4 separate regions of the Mus musculus genome follow, and all the other regions are linked to region 3. A link is a contact called in public Hi-C, HiChIP or PLAC-seq and promoter capture Hi-C data. All regions are on one chromosome and are shown on one strand. The core of a region is the stretch at or near the end of the contact, and the rest is flanking DNA. Distances in the headings are between cores, read along the strand shown. Region 1 holds the start of Mrto4 (mRNA turnover 4, ribosome maturation factor). Region 2 overlaps Ubr4 (ubiquitin protein ligase E3 component n-recognin 4). Region 3 overlaps Iffo2 (intermediate filament family orphan 2). Region 4 overlaps Ubr4 (ubiquitin protein ligase E3 component n-recognin 4).

Region 1 (2,966 bases), core at 226-2,725, 250 kb before region 3:
TGTCCTACTCCCAAGAGTTCCCGGCCTTTGCTTACATCTGTCCAGGGCTCCTTCCAGACCCTAACGACTCTATAAGAACTTACTAAAACATCAGCTATAATGCCCTGGGTGTCCCCAGGAGCCGATATGGCCCATTCATCTACCCTGCCTGCCACTCACAGTCCCTCTTTACAAGGCACACAGTCACACCCAGCCAGTCATTCCCGGACTCTCCACCGCTAGGATTCTGGTGCGACTTAGCATGCTGCAGGTGGTTGCTGGCCTTGCTGCCTTCATATTCTCTGTGCTATCAAGGGACCCTTTCAAAGCAAAGCCACACCAAAGGCTGGGTCTTTTCCTCTAAGCCCACTTTGTTCACTATGGCCACACTGGCTGTCCCACAATATGTTAATCACACCACAGACCCCTTTCATTTTGTGTTCCCTCTATTCCAAACGACCTTCTCTAACCGCTGAGAGTTTTCCTGACAACATTATGCAAAACACTATCACTCCCACCTGCTCCATACTCCACTTGGACTACCTGACACATTATACTGACTTGACAGGGGTATAGGAGACAGACAGACAGACACACACCCCTAACTAAGGTGGTGAGTCTGATGAAGCCGGACCCTTTTTGTTCAACTGTCTTGTCTTCTAACACCCACAAAAGCGCCAGCCCGCTAGCTTGATGTAGTGGCTCAGTATGGAATCCTAGTATTTGGGGCCAAGGCAGACAGTTGGAAGAGTTCAAGGCCCCAGCAATAAATAGACAAACAAAACATGCAGTAGTCGAAACTGTAAAACCCCTATTTTCTTGAGATAATGAGACCGTCCTAAGCAAATCTGAGCTACATCGTCAAGATCCTCTCTCAAACACACACGGTCGCTCGCACATGCCAGGGGATGTAGACCAGTGCTATGTGGGTAGTGTTTGCCTAACAAGAGCGTACTTGGTTTAGTGATGCTGCCTGTAATTCCAGCAATCGGGAGGTAGAAGCAGCAAGGTTAGTTGTGTAAGACTATCCTGGTTGGCAAGTTCGAGGAGAGCCTGGGCTATGCGACTGCTGTCGGCCCGGACCAGTTTCCAGCTCTCTCGCTATCTCGGCCGGCCGAGCCTCTCGGAGAGGCCCCGGCGTCTCACCCGCGTCCCCCTCGCCCCCTTGACGCAGGCCCCCCGAACCTACCTTTCTTGTCTCGCTTGGATTTGGGCATCGCGGCAAAGGCACGTGCGGCGGAAGACTGGGCGGCCGGTTAGGACCCGGCTGCCGCGGGGGCTTATGGGACGGCGCTCGGGGCTGCCCCTCGCGTGTGCCTGAACTGTGGCGAGCCCTCTCTTCCCCGCCTGCGCTCCGCCCAGTGTCCTGAAGGCCACTTCTCTGCCCAGGTCCCGGGTCCCTCCAGTCCCGGCGGCTTCCGAGTCCCGAGCACTCCACCAAGTCCCTCGCGAACCGGTTCCTCTCTATGGCTCTGCGGAGGGAGGGGCTTGAGGCCCGGTGCATGCCGGGCTGGCGGCAGGCGGTGCTTGGGCTTCAATCATGGCGGTCGCGGTGGCGTCTGGGTTCTGGATCTGGGCTGCTGTGCTGCTCGTCCCTGCGGCCGCGGTCTACGAAGACCAAGTGGGCAAGTTTGACTGGTGCGTACAGGTGACGCTTCTCCAGGACGTCGGTGTTTGCTTCCTCAGCATCTGTCTCCCTCCTGCTAATCTGAAGGAGATTTGCTATGGAGCCGAACCCAGACTATAACTTAACGGGGGTGCGGGAGGGTGCTTTCAGGGAGAAGTGAATGAATGAATGAATGCTGCACCCTGTGCAGAATGACAATGTGAGAGTCTCCTCTTCAGATATGAAGAGTCGTAAGATGTCAACCCAAGAGCTTTATGTTAAGCATGGAGGGAGCTCTTTAAGCCGCCCTGTGTGTGACGGTGCAGATTGCTCCGCAGTGAAGGCAGGCTTTAAGGGTTTTGGTCAGAGGTCACTAGTTCCCTCCTTTCCTGTCATGTCCGATTTTGTGGCTGTCAGGTTTGTGATCTTCTGGGTCCCAGGTCACTAGCCCCAGTGAACTTTAAGCCTGAAACTAGCTGGTGTCACTTAGTCCACTTGTCTCACAAGTTCTAAAGTGAGCCTTTTCCTCTGAGGGACTCTCTGGGTGCAGTGTGGCCTCTCCCTCTCCAAACTGACATTCGTTCGCTCACCCCTTCCTTCTGACTGTGCTTATTTCAGATTGAATAAGCATTTGGCTACTTATCAGTTGTATGCTTCTGGGGAAATTGACAGACAACTAACACACACACACACACACACACATACATATGTATTTTTTTTAAAGGTGTTCATTTTGGGTCCTGGTCCCAACAATCATTAGCCTATCTGGACTTTGGTGGCTCACAGCCATCTGTAATGGGATCTGATGCCCTTTTCTGGTGTGTCTGAAGACAGTGACAGTGTACTCACATACATAAAATAAATAAATAAATCTTAAAACAAAACCAAACCCCAAAGCCGGGCGTGGTGGCGCACGCCTTTAATCCCAGCACTCGGGAGGCAGAGGCAGGTGGATTTCTGAGTTCGAGGCCAGCTTGGTCTACAAAGTGAGTGCCAGGACAGCCAGGGCTACACACAGAGAAACCCTGTCTCGAAAAACCAAAAAAAAAAAATCAAACCCCAGAAGCTCCTTTAAAACAAACTAGGCTAAATAACACAGTGGTCTAAATGAGAGATGTCATCTAAATGCCAGGCTCAATCAGTGTGCCTCAGACAGCAGCATTTCCCCATTGCAACAGTGTGCAAGCCGTGCCCCTGGAAGTCTGTTGCCGCTAAAAATTAATTAGGCCGAGGACTCTGGGGTGTTGCCTGAGTAGGTAGGTGTTACATTTAGCTGGCAGACTGGTATTGTCTCCCATGTATATGGTGGCAGTTCTCTCCTGCCTTCTTTTGCTTCTGAGTACGTTGCACAGAACTCTTGCGTATGCTCGGAGCTCTTCAT
Region 2 (2,880 bases), core at 196-2,695, 180 kb before region 3:
AACTCCTAGCAGTGGCATGAGCTCTACCATGAAGGAGTCAGCATTTCAGAGCGAACCTAGGGTTTCCGAAAGTCTGGTGCGCCATGCCAGCACCTCTCCTGCTGACAAGGCCAAGGTCACCATCAGTGATGGGAAGGTTACAGATGAAGAGAAGCCCAAGAAGAGCAGCCTGTGCCGTACAGTTGAGGGGTGTCGTGAGGAGCTGCAGAATCAGGTGGGGCTTCCTGGTGGGCACTGGTGCACAGGACAGAGTCCAGCAGGCCTCATCAGTGGTCTGAGCCTCCCCTGCTAGCCCAGTGTTTTCTTTCATAGTTATGTAGTGTGCGTGCAAGTAGCCCATCTTTGGGGAAGGGCTTACAGCTAGCGGGAGTGATATTCTGGAACCTACTTTCTTGGCTAGGAGTTCTCATCTGGGCCCAGAATGCAGAAGCCATTGAGTGATTGTGTTTCCCGTTTGTCCATTCTGTATGCATAGGAGGCGTAGTTAAACATGCTAGGTGCCTTGAGTGACTTAGGGTGCCTGTGGGACCTCGGCTTAGATCGTCCTCTCACTGTCTACAGAGCTAGGGTTCTGGAGAGGGGACGAGCTCAGCTCCAGACAGTGACTGTCAGGATTGTCGTGTGCGACTCGTGATTTTTATTGATTTTTACTTTTTCACGTGTGTGTTTCCATTTCTCTCAGGCCAATTTCTCCTTCGCTCCTCTCGTGTTAGACATGCTCAGTTTCCTCATGGATGCCATTCAGACCAACTTTCAGCAGGCTTCAGCCGTGGGGAGCAGCAGCAGGGCCCAGCAGGCCCTCAGTGAACTGCACACAGTGGACAAGGGTGTGGAGATGACAGACCAGCTGATGGTATGTCAGGGTCTTGAGGTTTGCTGACTGTACAACCTGTGTGTCATGGTGTCTGATAGTGGCCACAGCAACTGAGGAAGAGACTTAGCAGTGAGTCATAAGCATGCAGAACCTAGAATCTGTGGTCACAGCTTTCCTCAGCTCTACTGAGCAGTTAGTAACCCACAGATGAGGTGTGTCTGACTAGAGTCCTGGTATTTAGCAAGCAAGTCCTCTTTTTACTAAAGCATGTATGTGTATGAACTCCTAAGATGTGAGGAACTCCATTTTGTGGGCACTATAACTGAAATTTCCTTGTATAAAATCGAAAGCCTCTTGCTTGTGTCCTCTCTCTTAAGGCTTAGTAGCTTGCAGAATAGCTTCGTCCTTTGCTGACTTCCAGCCTGAGTTGAAGACAGCTTTCCTTCAGTTACTCTTGCAGCCTGTCAGTCATGTGAGCCGTAGGGATAAGTAAGAAGAACAGGAGTGTGCGCGTGTGAATTTAGAAGGGGCCTAGGAGAGCGTTTCTGCCTGGGAGTTGTGCTCACAGTGCTGAGTCTTACTGGGAACCCCTGCAGGGAGGACCACTTGGCAGTGTGTGGGCAGCAGGTCCAGCCAGTGCAGGACTGACTCCCGGAGCTGGGAGCTCTGGCCAGTATATGTGTGGACAGACACCCAGAGAAGGGCATTGAAGATTTTAAATACTGACATCAAAATTAAGGGTGGAAGTTGGTGACCCACTAAGTTGCCAAGTTCACTTTTGCCAGGTGTGATGCATGAAGGGAAAATACTCTGTATCATTACCATCACTTTAAGTGAAAATGCATTTTAACGTTGGAGAACAGCAGCACTTCATTTACTTTCATGAGACTTTGACCCTGCTCTTGGAACCAGACTGAAGCAGTAGACTTTAATCAGTGGAGGATAGTGGACTGCAGGCTAAAGTCACTTACTTGTTTTGAGCTCTGGCTGGCCTGAACTCATTATATAGACCAGGCTAGCCTGGTACTCGGACTTCAACCTGCCTCTGCCTCCCAAGTGCTGGGAGTATAATAGGCTTTTGCCACCATGCCCTTCTACTTTTCCTTTGTTGTTAGTAATTTTATTATTTGAGAATTATGTGAATGCATATAATTGATTTTGGTCAGATTCACAAAGCCCTGCCTCCCAGATTGAATACTGCTGAATGACTAAGGGTTGCACTGCCCCCCAGGTGACAGTGGATGAACCCACCTAGTCTTACTTGCTTTCTCCAATACTTTCTCTGCTTCTCCCTTCTGCCAGGTTCCCACCTTAGGCTCACAGGAAGGTGCCTTTGAGAATGTTCGGATGAATTACAGCGGAGACCAGGGCCAGACTATACGGCAGCTGATCAGTGCCCACGTGCTGAGACGGGTGGCTATGTGTGTGCTTTCTTCCCCCCATGGGCGCCGCCAGCATTTGGCTGTTAGCCATGAGAAGGGCAAGGTAGGTCCCATGATTCCTTCCCATTCGTTTTAGGATCGGTGTTCAAATTGACCCTCTGAGGGGAAACACCCACACTTTGTTTCTGAGGACGAGACTGATCTCATTAACCCTTTTGGCTTGGACCTGAGTATTGGTTATCACTAGAACTGAGGTGACTTGGGAAAGGCTCTGGCAAGTGATTGGCTGGTGTTCAGGACAACTTAGTTCCCATCCCCGCCCATTTTTGGACGTGGAAAGGTACAAGCAGAGAGGCAGAAGTCTTCTTAAGAAGCCAGTGTTCCTTGTTTAATAATTCCTGCTCCAGGGATGCAGACACTCCGTTGGGGAATGCTAGGCATCTCTTTGCTGTTTTTGCCTCTCATCAGGGAGGCTGTCTTACCTTAACTGACAGTGTGGACAGTCCTTAAAGCAGATGGTCCAGAAGGAGCTTAATGGGGCGCTTGAGGCGGTGGTGCCTAGGGATTGGATATGTTAGGAGGAGATTCTGCACAGAACAGTCGGGTTCATTACTTGCCATTCTTGTCCTCACTGGGAGAAGGGGAGCATGACCTTCCATGTCTGTCTTTTGGGGAGAAGTAGAG
Region 3 (2,804 bases), core at 216-2,715:
TGTTGCAGACTCAGAGGGGCTGCAGTACAGAACAAACGAATGGGTGTGGTGTAGAGTGAAGATGTAGACTCAGTCAAGGTTACTGAGCCCCTTTGGAAGGTGCAGAGAAGCCAGTGAGGATCTGGGCCCTCCCAGAAGAACCAGCCCTGGGCTGTGTGGCCCAAGGCTCCCTGGTTGGTCTCTGCTGACGCTCCTGTCTAGCACATAAGGGCCTTTGGCTGAACCTCTGCTCTGCTGGAAGCCCCTTGTCTGCCCATACCTGGTCCTGCCCCAGGGTAGTGGGATGACTTCCCCTTGGTGAGTGGGCTGGAACAGAGAAGGCTTAGGCAGACCACAGGAAAGGAAGCTGCCGTCCACCCCCACCCAGGGCCAGGGCCAGGCCCCGGCCCACGCTTGGCCCAGAGTGAAGTTTTCCACTGAGGGCTCCAGCCCAGCCTCACCTGCGCCTGTTTCCCATCACCTGAGTGAGTCGGCCTGGGCGTGCCTGCTGCCAGGCGGGACCATTCTTGTTGTCCCACCCCCACCCCACCCTGAGGCTCCCGCCCAGCGCCCTTGCCTGCCTGGCCTGCACTTGGAGCTAGACTGAGCTGAAGTGCAGGATCCGATGCTCAGCCCTGTCTCGGCGCTGGGGTCTTCTTCACCCTCCTCTTCCTCTACTTGCAGAGTGGTTCCCACAACTATCTTCAGAAATGGGGAATATAGAAAAGCAACTCACAAAGGGCGATGAGTTCGCCTGGGATATCACAGCCGGGGGATGTGGGAACAGGCGTTGGAATGTTACCAAACTTGGAGTCGCTGTCTATACCCGAAGAAGCCATTCTTGAGCAGCTAATTAAAACAGCCAGATTAATAGTGTGAGAGAGGAAGACGTTCTCAGTGTGGCCACACTGGGGAGAGGGACAATGACCCCCTCAAGTCACTCTTGGGGGCTCGAAGCGAGGGGAAGTGTTTAAATAGCCATGGGTTTGAGCATCTATCCAGCCTTGGACAGAGTGCGGTTCTGCCCCGCCACTGACCTATCATCGTCTGGCTTCACCCTCATTGGTTAAAACTGTGTGGAATCCTTTTCCAGGAGACCAGGTTCCCTTTTGGCTGTCGCCTTTTCCCTTGCGCTGTTATGAGATTCCTTGGGGGGGGGGGGGTTCCATTTCTTGAGGTTCATTGTTTCCGTAGTCTGATAGTCAAATCAAGGGGGGCATAAAAGTGTCTCCTTTCTGAATGTCTTCATTTCTGCTTCTGTCTGTACAGTCTGGGGACTCTGGGATGGACTCCCCATGGGCCCGGGGTTGTCTGTGATGCTCTAATTATTTGCTGGGGCTGCACCCACTTTCTTCTGGGGCCTTTGAGCCTTTCTCTGACTGCACAGGATATGAAAGACCCATGAGTCAGCCCCTCTGTCAGCGGCTTCAGATTGGGTTTCCGTTTCTCCGTAGCTAGACTTTGTGGGCTTCTTCCTGCTTCTGTGTGTCATTTTGAGCTCATGCAAGAGGCAGAACTACTGGCCTGGTTCCAGCAGCTCGGACTAGGCTGGCTTTAAAGCTGCCTCCCCCACCCCACCCCCAGTGGTCAGCCGAGATTTCTCATCTGTCACGTGGTCCTAGCGCTGGCTCCTCTGGAATGCTGAGAGGCCACATCTGGCTGTGACGAGGCTGCCACCTCCCCCTCCAGCTGCCAGGCTCCCACATGTGCCTCTTCCGCCGCCGAGGTGGTGGTGGGGCTCCTTTGTGGGGTCATTTCCTCTCTCTGCATTGATTGTCTAATGTCCCTGCCTCCCCTCCAGGCCTTGAAAGGTTGTAAGTCGTGGGAGGGGAAGGCTTCTCTTTCTCCTGCAAGCTTCCTGTCCTGGCTGTATTTTGCCCCTCCCCCAGGAGGGATGTCTGAGCCCAGTGGCTGTAGAGAGAGCCTGGTTGTGCTGGGAATTTGGTTGTGGATTCCTCAGCCTGGGAGATAAAGATAAGACCCTGGGGTAGGGCTCAGGCCGAAGGAAGGGGCCTGAGTGTGGATCATTTCATTCATTCCTGCCCCCAGCCCCATTCATCCCCTCTCCCATTCATACACACACACACACACACACACACACACACACACACACACACACACACACACACACACACACACACTGCCCCCATTCACCTTCATACCCACCTATCCATCTACCTATTCATCTTCTGGTCTACCCATCTAACCCATGCCCTTTCATTTAATAAGGGTCAGCAAGATGGCTCAGCAGGGAAAGGCGTTTTGCCACCACATACCCCACATGGTGGAGAGAACGGATTCCCGTTCCAATCGTTGACTATCACACTCCTACCAAGAAGAGATCGCAAGGCTGGCCTCTAGCTGTAGACTCAGCTCTCCCTTTGCAGAGATCTTCTTTTCTCTAATCCCTCCTTGCTTCATCTAACCAGGGCCCAGGGTGCTCAGAGCAAGGTGAGGCTGCCCTCAGATGCTGGCATGGTGAAGAGGGTGGAGGTGGCCTCACTTAGAGCCCTATCGTTATCCCTGGCTTCATTCTTAGAAGAGAGCTCTGAGCGGTATTGATGCCCAGGCCATCTGAGAGGATATATCCTGGTCCCTCAGTCTGCCTTAAATCTGTGGCGGCATTCTGAGAGAGAAAAGCCTCGGAGGAGGAGGAAGAGGAGCAGGCTAACCCTTGCCTGGAGGCTAACATTCTTCCTCATCTTCAACATGGGAGCAGTCCTTGGGGGATTAAACGCTCCCAGTATAAGAACACACCTTCCTCTCCGGTTCTTGCATCTGCCACACCACACTTAGAAGTCAGACGAACTGAGTGTCAGGACAAA
Region 4 (2,833 bases), core at 149-2,648, 200 kb before region 3:
TGCTAGGGTGATGTCCGTGAGTGCGTGCGTGAGTGTGTGTGCGCTCGCACGCGTGTGTGTGTGTGTGTGTGTGTGTGTGTGTGTGTGTGTGTGTGTAGAGTAGTCTATCCTCAGAGGGAAGTTTGTAGATCTGTAAAGGGATCTGGGATGCCAGTTTGGCAGGATAATGGCCATTTCTGAGGTTGTGATTCATTGCTAATGGTTTTTAAGTCTGAGCTTCTGTTATTTGTATAGGCATCAGGGATTTGGGGTACTCTCGGTGATACTGGCAAACCATGCCATCAAGCTGCTGGCGTCTCTCTTTCAAGACTTGCAGGTGGAGGCACTCCACAAGGTGCGGAGGCTCTGGAGTCCTCGGGTTGGTTGCTGGGGCGACTTGGGATGCTAACTAGAGCATCAGTAAGGTTTTTTTTTTTTTTTTTTGCCCAGAGTAATACGACTAATATGCTTTGATTTTTGTTATCATCAGGGCTGGGAGACAGATGGCCCCCCTGCAGTCCTGAGTATTATGGCCCAGAGCACCTCCACACAAAGGATTCAACGGCTGATTGACTCTGTCCCACTGACAAACCTGCTCTTGACTTTACTTTCAACTTCATACAGAAAGGTGGGTGGGAGTCAAGCCATTCATGAATTGGAGTAAAGTGGACAGAGACCATGATGTTTAAGAATGCAGACTGTGGTGGTGGTTTTAGAATGGAATCCTCCCTAGACTACTCCTCTTCTCTTTCTGTCTCCCTTCCTAATCTGGGCTAGCATTCCTGCATGCAGTTGGTCCTCCTGCGTTAGCCTCTTCGGATTATAGGCACATGATGTCACTGTACTGATCTTGACAGAGTAGTTTGTGGTGCTTTGGAAGTGGTTATTGATTGCCAGTTTTAGCTGTCTGCTGACCCTGGTGGTCCATCGTGACACATTTGAAGCAGAAGCATGGTGGACACTCAAGCTCCTGGCTCTGTCTCTGGCTCATGTGTTCCTCACGCTTGTGTTTCCCTAGGCGTGTGTCCTGCAGCGGCAGAGGAAGGGCTCCATGAGCAGTGATGCCAGCGCCTCCACCGACTCCAACACGTACTATGAGGATGACTTCAGTAGCACAGAGGAGGACAGCAGCCAAGGTAGCTAGAGATAGCCCCTCTGCCCTCACTTTTATGTATTCTCAAAGTGGTGTGCTGTTTAAGAGCAGCTTGAGGGTCAGAGAGTGGTGGGAAAGTGCTTGCCTAGAGTGCATGAAGCCTGGGCTAGATCCCCTCCAGCCATAATCCAGGTGCTCTCACACTCCTGTAGTCCCAGCACTGTGAGGCAGGAAGAGCAGACGCCCACGGTCAGTACTAATGGGCTTTACTGAGTCGGAGGCCGGCCTGGGCTAGGCAGTAAGTGGAGTGTCAAAGGTGAAATGCTAATGACTGCTTTCTCTCTGCCAAAACCAAAATGTTCATGTTTGCTCCTTTGTTCCCTATGCTGGGACCTCTGTCCTTCCTGCACAGGTCAAAAGGTCACGTGGCAGGGATTGGGTTTAACCATGGGCTTGTAGCTGAGGAGCACATAGAGAGGAGCTGAAGATGTGTAGAGGGGTGGTCTCTGGTTTTTGTTTGTTTGACTTTTTTTCCATGCTCAAGTGTGTGAAACAATGTGAAACCCCAAGGGGCACGATTTTTACCATCTTGGGTGATGAAACTTGTTTGCTCTTATAAATGTTTGACCCCTTTCCAGGCAGGGAGATAAGAGGACATGGGTTCTCTTCTGTTGTTGGACCTCATAAGAAATCAGTTTTACTGTAACCCATGTATAATAAGGTAGAAGCACTTGTTTATCCATTTAGATCTTGACAGATTGACAGGGTCAGTTCCTGTCCTCAGCATCAGGATGTCCTGTGATCTTTGACCCCAGCAGCTATAGAAAAACAGGTTCACATACATAAAAATTGCGTTTTCGTGATATGCTCTTTCTCTTCAGATGATGACAGTGAGCCTATTTTGGGGCAGTGGTTTGAGGAGACCATCTCTCCCAGTAAAGAAAAAGCTGCGCCTCCACCTCCTCCACCACCCCCTCCCCTGGAGAGCTCTCCTCGGGTTAAAAGCCCCAATAAGCAGGCATCTGGTGAGAAGGGCAACATCTTGGCCAGCCGCAAAGACCCTGAGTTGGTAAGACTGGTTTCTGAGGTTCTGTGGGAGAGACTGCTTGAGTACAGTGAGTGGTTGATCTGTGAAGCATATGGCGTCGGAGCTAAAGCATTTATAAGTTGGATACCGCAGTCCTTAGCTCTGTCTCTGCAGGACTTCAAGTAGTGATCATGTCATTAAATAGCACGCTTCCAGTGCTGACAGTTACTAGCACAGTCTCTAGGAATAAGTAAGTAGAAGTTGATTTGAACCTTACTGGTCCTGGGCCAGAGTCTGAATGTGTCCTTGTTGGGGAGTGACTGTACTTGCCCTGAAGGCATTGTGAAAGAGTGTTTTCAAAGCCTCTAGAATAGGTTCGGCGCATCATAAATACTTACTTATTGATTCAACCAATATTTATTGATTTTCTTCTGTATTTCAGCCCCTATTCTGATAGTTTATCAGAGTAATGAGTCAAGTACAATTCTCTAATGTAGCCTTATATAGCTTCATGTCAAGGTTATGGGCATAAAACATTTATATGTATTTTTTTAATATTTATGTATATGAGTACATGGTAGCTCTTTTCAGACACAGCACAAGAGGGCATCAGATCCCACTACACATGGTTGTGAGCCATCATGTGCTTGCTGGGAATTGAACTTAGGAGCTCTGGAAGAGCAGCCAGTGCTCTTAACCACTGAGCCAACTCTCTAGCCCTTATATCATCATTC

The links. A called contact is a pair of places that touch in the nucleus more often than the background predicts. HiChIP or PLAC-seq counts read pairs in DNA pulled down with a chosen protein or histone mark. Capture Hi-C pulls out chosen DNA fragments and counts their contacts.
Region 1: a contact with region 3 is called in a FOXA1 HiChIP or PLAC-seq map of pancreatic cancer cells. The contact joins the promoter of Mrto4 here to the enhancer-like site in region 3. A contact is called at or near these places in 4 of 484 Hi-C or Micro-C datasets (B cells, CD8 T cells and embryonic stem cells), 5 of 115 datasets of contacts at active chromatin or transcription factors (the SCID.adh cell line, embryonic limb bud, embryonic stem cells and 2 more) and 2 of 9 other capture datasets (adipose tissue and liver).
Region 2: a promoter capture Hi-C map of liver shows a contact between it and region 3. The contact joins two enhancer-like sites. A contact is called at or near these places in 1 of 15 datasets of contacts at CTCF or cohesin (pro-B cells), 5 of 484 Hi-C or Micro-C datasets (centroblasts, cerebellum, cerebral cortex and 2 more), 8 of 115 datasets of contacts at active chromatin or transcription factors (SST interneurons, astrocytes, bone marrow-derived macrophages and 5 more) and 4 of 9 other capture datasets (adipose tissue, embryonic stem cells, liver and 1 more).
Region 4: a contact with region 3 is called in a Hi-C map of liver, with 1.9 times the contacts expected there. The contact joins two enhancer-like sites. A contact is called at or near these places in 2 of 484 Hi-C or Micro-C datasets (the AML12 cell line and liver) and 2 of 9 other capture datasets (adipose tissue and pancreatic islet).

What each region holds. Positions count from the first base shown.
Region 1 is chr4:139,351,101-139,354,066 of GRCm38.p6, forward strand. Mrto4 (mRNA turnover 4, ribosome maturation factor) reads right to left here and starts at 1,476. Exons shown (of 8, transcript NM_001290810.1): 1 at 1,169-1,476. The coding sequence starts at 1,196. It overlaps Emc1 (ER membrane protein complex subunit 1), which reads left to right and starts at 1,487. Exons shown (of 24, transcript NM_146157.4): 1 at 1,487-1,617. The coding sequence starts at 1,520.
Region 2 is chr4:139,421,711-139,424,590 of GRCm38.p6, forward strand. It overlaps Ubr4 (ubiquitin protein ligase E3 component n-recognin 4), which reads left to right. Exons shown (of 106, transcript NM_001160319.1): 38 at 1-214; 39 at 683-853; 40 at 2,117-2,299. Among named protein-coding and RNA genes, the nearest start is that of n-TVaac1, 7.4 kb to the right of the region's middle. Within about 2 kb of position 1,446, at least 36 of the 459 cell types and tissues checked have an H3K27ac peak or open chromatin away from gene starts, as enhancers often do. A contact at or near this core is called in bone marrow-derived macrophages and liver, where this site is marked.
Region 3 is chr4:139,597,631-139,600,434 of GRCm38.p6, forward strand. The region is part of intron 1 of Iffo2 (intermediate filament family orphan 2); the gene reads left to right. Among named protein-coding and RNA genes, the nearest start is that of Aldh4a1, 24 kb to the right of the region's middle. RefSeq lists an enhancer at 1-2,804. Within about 2 kb of position 1,466, at least 322 of the 459 cell types and tissues checked have an H3K27ac peak or open chromatin away from gene starts, as enhancers often do. A contact at or near this core is called in B cells, CD8 T cells, the SCID.adh cell line and 7 more, where this site is marked.
Region 4 is chr4:139,399,328-139,402,160 of GRCm38.p6, forward strand. It overlaps Ubr4 (ubiquitin protein ligase E3 component n-recognin 4), which reads left to right. Exons shown (of 106, transcript NM_001160319.1): 12 at 235-334; 13 at 470-607; 14 at 998-1,115; 15 at 1,954-2,141. Among named protein-coding and RNA genes, the nearest start is that of Ubr4, 20 kb to the left of the region's middle. Within about 2 kb of position 1,399, at least 2 of the 459 cell types and tissues checked have an H3K27ac peak or open chromatin away from gene starts, as enhancers often do. A contact at or near this core is called in liver, where this site is marked.